Regions from separate parts of the Mus musculus genome. Here region 1 is linked to region 2. A link is a contact called in public Hi-C data. All regions are on one chromosome and are shown on one strand. The core of a region is the stretch at or near the end of the contact, and the rest is flanking DNA. Distances in the headings are between cores, read along the strand shown.

Region 1 (2,874 bases), core at 139-2,638, 34 kb before region 2:
GTTACAACAAGCTGGTGCCTGGGAACACGGAAGGCAGAAGAGCCGGGTATCTCCTCTTTGACTCTCCTGGGCTCCATGCTGGGGATTCCCCCAGATTGCCTATCTGTCACCTCAAATCCCCATGTATCCCCCAGAAGAGATACACAGAGTCCTATCACCCCTTGGGCAGAAGAGCTCAGGACCATGTGGCCTGTTCTCTTTCAGACATGCCAGTTTCTCCAGTTATGTTATCAAGAAAGCACAAAATCCTCAGGCTGGCTAGCTACCCCAAGGGCAGAGCAGGACAATGCTTTGAGATTGTCCCCAGCACTGAGTTAAAGGAGGTAGCAGGTCAAAGCATCACACGTCTAGATGTGAATTTGGAAGACAGTACGAAAAGGTACTTTCTGACATCACCAGGAACAACAGATATGCGAATGCTAATTATTTATTAAATGAATAGATTCACCCGGACCATGGGTGCCAGGGGACGACGCCAGCCTCTCTTACAATTGGGAGTATTCACTGGGCTCTAGGAAGTAAGCTCAGCCCTGGGCTATCTAATGGCATAGCCGCTCCATTTGAATCCCACCTACACCAAGGATCTTAAGACAATGCCTGTCCCTCACAGGTTAACCCCCAAGGACCATTCCCTTCGCAGCAACTTAACATGCAACCAGAGGCCCGGAATTAAAATGTCTCTCGTTTTCTTTAGCCACATGGAAACGCTAATTATAGCATTCAGTCTCCAATGCATATTTATTTTGTTCATTGCTAGCCTCAGCTTGTAATGAGGAGTTGGTGCATCCAAGTTTTCTCCAGCATATTCTGGGTCTGCAGGTGACTGAGGAAATGAAGGGTGTCCTCTGTTTCTATAATTATGTCATCGTGTTACAGTTAATGTGCATAGCCAGGACCATGGGAGACACGCAGAATGTACCGGGCCAGTCCACACCCTACAGGGAAGGTTCTTGCACAAAAGCACAGAAAGGGAGCAGCCAGCCCCTAGCCAGGTGTTGACCCTAGAGGAGCCGTTTCACTGCGGCCAGGGGACTCAAGGTACCTCTTTTGTGAGCTGGTTATCAGTCCTCCCAGCTGGACCGTACATACTTGCCAATGAGTGAAGTGTTCAGGGCAGACAAATGAGAGAATGAAAACCACCTTGGTTGACTTCGGGGCTGTCATTCCTAACAGCCCATCGCTTACAATGTAAGAGGACCCAGGGTGCTCACATCCCCGGTGGAGAGACCAAGGATTTGAATCTCTGCACCTTCCGTCTGAGGTCCAGCTGGAGCGTCTGAGGCGAGCCAGTCTGTCTGCCTTTCTGCCAAGTGCCGTGTGATCATGCTCACTGTCTGCTCTGCGGCTGCTGTGTGGTTATGTAGAGATGCAGTCCACATGGTTCTGCTGAGGGCCCCACAGACAGTGTGCTTCCGGTTTCTACCACACCCTCTCTGTTCTTCACTCAGCCAATCAGATATAGGGTCTTCTTAAAGCCACAAATAGCAACAATGGGTCTGTTTGGCCTTTTCTGCTGCTTCAAAGTACAAAGAGGCCCGCTTGCTACTGACTTCACAAATGGGCTTCATTTCTTCTCGGTGGACACTTATCGTCCCTCAACTAATGCTTGGTCGGTAATGGCGATAGCTTCATTTGTGCAGAGCCCCAATATATATATATATTATACACACACACACACACACACACACACACACACACACACAAGGCACAGAGAGGATCTGTAGCCTATGTATGAACTCAGGAATAGATTGCTGGTGCTCAGGATTCAATCACTGCTCAATAGCGCCACCTGCTGGGAAGGAAGTCCTCAACGCAAGAGTTTTTTTTGTTGTTAGAAGAGACTTTAAGATGAGAGAGAAAACTGAAGTTATTTGGAGTATCACAAAAATATCCAGAATAGCGTTTCTCAATATGCTTCCCAAGGCTCCCGTAGGTGCCGTGTTGGTGTGTCTAGAATTTTCTAGGAGAGAGTCAAAGCGTGTTTCCCTTTGACGCTAGAGAAAGAGTCAGCCTCTTGGTGACCCAGTGACCAGAGGATGACTTTCATTTTCAGGCCTGTGCTTCTGGGGTGAACTCCCTGGCACCAGTGGTAGATGAACAGATAACAGGCTATGTCCTCAAGGGACTCCTGGGGATGCAGAATGGGCCAGAGGAAACACAGCCTTAAAGAGTGAAAGATTAGGAGGGGTACCCTCGATAGCAGAAGAAAGGTCATGAGCCTTCCGGTCACATGGGTGGTATGGGAAGAAGGGTAGAGAGGCAGGCAGTACATGCAGGGAGCAATGGCAACCACATCCTTTGTGGTCCACGAAGTTTAGAAAGTTGAAAGCTGAGGCAAGAACCTGTCCTGATTCTTATTTGAGACTCTTGGAAAAGGGCGTCTGCCCTTCCCACCCCATCTCCATAGCCTGGCTCTCCATCACCATTAGGACCATGGTGCTTGGGAAACACACTGGGTCAGTGACTGGTCCTTAGAACCCGATGTGCTCCACAGGACATGGAGGTGTCCCTAGGTGGAGCCAGGAACAAGGAGCAGTGGAAAGCTTAACATGGGCACCTTTTCCAATAGCACTACCCATGAGGTCTGTCGAGCTAGGGACCAATGCAAGTGCCACCCATAGATCAGGACATCTACAGCAGCCAGGACACTGGCCAAAATGGACGGCAGGGTTCTCCAAACCACACATGACAAAGGTTACAACTTCTACCACAAACTCCAGACGCCTGAGGCAGAAAGGAGGAGACCTAACCTCTCAGCCTCTAGCACCTAGGACCATCAAGGACTTGGAGACCAGGGTTCTTCCCCCTGCCAATCTCCAGGTATGCAGGAGAACAGGGAATCTGTACCTTACACAACACCACCAAGAGACTATG
Region 2 (2,948 bases), core at 214-2,713:
TGCCAACTCTCCCCAGGTAGGGCTCCAATAGCCCAAAGAATCAATCCCATCATGTGCAGCTTTGGTCGACAATGCATCTATTGGGATTGTTAACTGGACTGCAAGTGATACAGGCACTGCACCACCCAGCATGGGTGATGACTCAGGAAAGAAAACTGCATCACTGACTGCAGTCAGGTTGTCAGCCTCCCTCCCCCTCCCCCAAAGCTACTGTTTACAGTTTATAAGCACTACAGGAGAGGGACCTCATGACACTCCCACTACACTCACCTTCCAAGGGTGTGCTATGGGCCCTGAGCTCTCCAGCCAGCGATCAGTTGCCCTCATATGAGAGAGAGCATGGACCCAACCGAGGGGAAACAGCAGCAACATCCCCTATCAATAGTCATCTACCAACTCCTTTGAGGACCTGAATTAGATCCCCAGAATCCACCTTAAAAAGGGAAAGTGGGGGGGGGGCGGTACACAGTCCTGGAGGAATGACACTTGAGGTTGTCCATTTGTTTACACAAGCACTCAATCACAGACTCGCACACATGCCAACAACAACAAAACCTAATAAAAATAAAAAGAGGAGGGAAGGTTGGAAAGAGTGGGCTCTCAGAGGGTACGATGGAACAAGCTTGTAATCCCAGCATTTGCCAAAAGAAGGTAGGAAAAAGCCAACATGGGTCGCGTGATCCTGTCTCAAACCACAAGGTCAACGGCCTGGTGCAGTGGCACACACTAGAAATCTTAGCACTTGGAAAGCGGAAGCAGGTGGATCCGAGGTTGAAGGCTGGCTTAGGCCACACACACACACACACACACACACACACACACACACACACACACACACACAGAGGGAGAGAGAAAGAGAGAGGGAGAGAGAGAGAGTTAGTTAGTTAGTTAGTTAGTTAGTTAGTTAGTTAGTTCAAGGCCAATTTGCATGAGAAAACAGGAAAATGAGCCTATGGGTGAATGTCCTGGTGTGTGTGTGTGTGTCCTGGTGTGTGTGTGTGTGTGTGTGTGTGTGTGTGTGTGTGTGTGTGTGTGTGTGTGTGTGTGTGTGTGTGTGTGTGTGTAGGCCCTGGGCCCACCTAACCCCGGAGAAGGCTAGTCTGTTCGGGCGTTTCCACTCTGCGAGGAGGAGCACCCTTGGGTGGAACCCGGAAAGTGAATCAGCAGTTGGCAGTGCCTGACAGGGCAGGGCAGAACCACCGCCCTGGGGTCTGGAAGGACCGGGAGCAGAGCAGACTCCAGGCAGTGCGCACACAGGGCAGGACAGAACCACCGCCCTGGAGTCTGGAAGGACCGGGAGCACAGCAGACACAGGGCAGGGAGCATCCCGAGCCAAGCCAACTCCGAGCTGGGTGCGCTAGGAGCGGAGCAGACTGGGGCGGGGTGCGCTCCGAGCGGAGCAGACTCTGGGCGGGGCGCACGGGCGCGGAACAGACTAAAGGGGTAGGGAGCATCTTGAGTGGAGCAGACTCGGGGCGGAGCGCACTTGCTGCACAGCAGCTCGGGGCGTGATCAGGGCGGGACCCGGCCGGCGGCAAGGCGGAAGGACTTTTTGGACTTTGAGCCTCCGGTTCTCACCTATAAGATCCTGAACCCCCCTGGCCCGGCACGTCCGAGATTGCAGAATGGAGGCCGGACTGCTATGGTTCTGCAACTGGAGCACGCTGGGCGTCTGCGCCGCACTCAAGCTGCCGCAGATTTACGCGCAGCTGGCGGCGCGCAGCGCGCGGGGCATCAGCCTCCCTAGTTTACTTTTGGAGCTGGCGGGGTAAGGTCCCGGGAGGCCTGCGAGGAATTGGGAGTCCGGGAAACCAAGGGTTAACTCGGGGGCTCGGGGCTAGGAGGTGCTTACCCGGGGCGCTCCCACCCACCTCCCCTGCTTCTTCCCAAATTCCACGATTTGCCTGAGCATGCCCATTTTACAAATTCAGCGAAGATGGGGAACTTGAGTAGACGTTTGAAAATTGAGCTGGGGTCCAACGGGTAGGGATGGCCTGTGACTGCTGCAGGAGCCAAGTTCTCAATAGCCTTGGCTATGTAGTAGAGTAAGGGGCAAAGTTGTAAAACTTTGGTTGGAAAAAGCAAACGGAAAACACACCCCTAAGTCCTGTGATCTTGCACCAGGCTGAGCCCTCTCGGTTTGACACTAGCCTCACCCCACGGTCACCCATTGGTCCTGTGTCCATTCAGTGGGGCGCGCCCATCTATAGAGTTGGGGAAGGGGTGCGGTGCTTCAAGGTGTACCTTTCCAGGGACGCTTGATGGTAGGCGGGGCTCTGAAGGGTCTCTGGCCCGTAAGGCTGCACAGTACAAGAGTATGTGAATTTCAGAGAAGGGAGAAGGCTGTCAGGGTGAGAGGTAAGGCAACAGACAGACTGGAGGATGCAAAAGTGACAGTCTGGCTGTGGCAGAGGATGCGGGTGTGAAGTCAGGAGAGCTATTTGACCTCTGGTTTGCTAAATTCTTCATAGGCATCTGAAGCTGAGGCTTCAGGATGCAGGACTGAATAGAAAGCTCAGGGATGCCTACAGAGTGCCAGCCCAACGTCTCCTATTCTGCTTGTAGCTAACTCTTTGCTGCCTGGCTTTAAATTCGTAAACTCAACCAGAGATGGTCTCAAATCCAACAGCTGACTCCAGTAGAAAACAGCTCTGGCCATGGAATGTTCCCCGGGATCTGGAAGGGTCTTGCAGTAGGTCGTGCTGTAAATAGCAGGCTCTTTCTGGAACTCCCAAAGGCCTCCCTTTCTCCCTTTGAGGCAGTAGGTGGGCTTAGCAGGGTTAAGACCAGTTCTGTGGCCAGAAGGCACGAATATGATCCACCATTGAAATCTACTAGTTATTTATCCCTACTTCCGCCAGACTACAATGGTTCCTAGTTCCTGAGAACTTTCTGAAGGTCCTTCTGGGGCCCCTACAGGCAAATCCTCAAGCAGCTTTATTGGTAAA

Evidence for each region. A called contact is a pair of places that touch in the nucleus more often than the background predicts.
Region 1: a contact with region 2 is called in a Hi-C map of the G1E-ER4 cell line, with 1.9 times the contacts expected there. The contact joins the enhancer-like site here to the promoter of Pqlc3 in region 2. A contact is called at or near these places in 3 of 39 promoter capture datasets (the 3T3-L1 cell line, 3T3-L1-derived adipocytes and pre-B cells) and 3 of 484 Hi-C or Micro-C datasets (the G1E-ER4 cell line and pre-pro-B cells).

The regions. Positions count from the first base shown.
Region 1 is chr12:17,032,170-17,035,043 of GRCm38.p6, reverse strand. No RefSeq gene overlaps it. Among named protein-coding and RNA genes, the nearest start is that of 2410004P03Rik, 22 kb to the right of the region's middle. Within about 2 kb of position 1,388, at least 77 of the 459 cell types and tissues checked have an H3K27ac peak or open chromatin away from gene starts, as enhancers often do. A contact at or near this core is called in the G1E-ER4 cell line, where this site is marked.
Region 2 is chr12:16,998,633-17,001,580 of GRCm38.p6, reverse strand. Pqlc3 (PQ loop repeat containing) reads left to right here and starts at 1,463. Exons shown (of 7, transcript NM_172574.2): 1 at 1,463-1,768. The coding sequence starts at 1,626.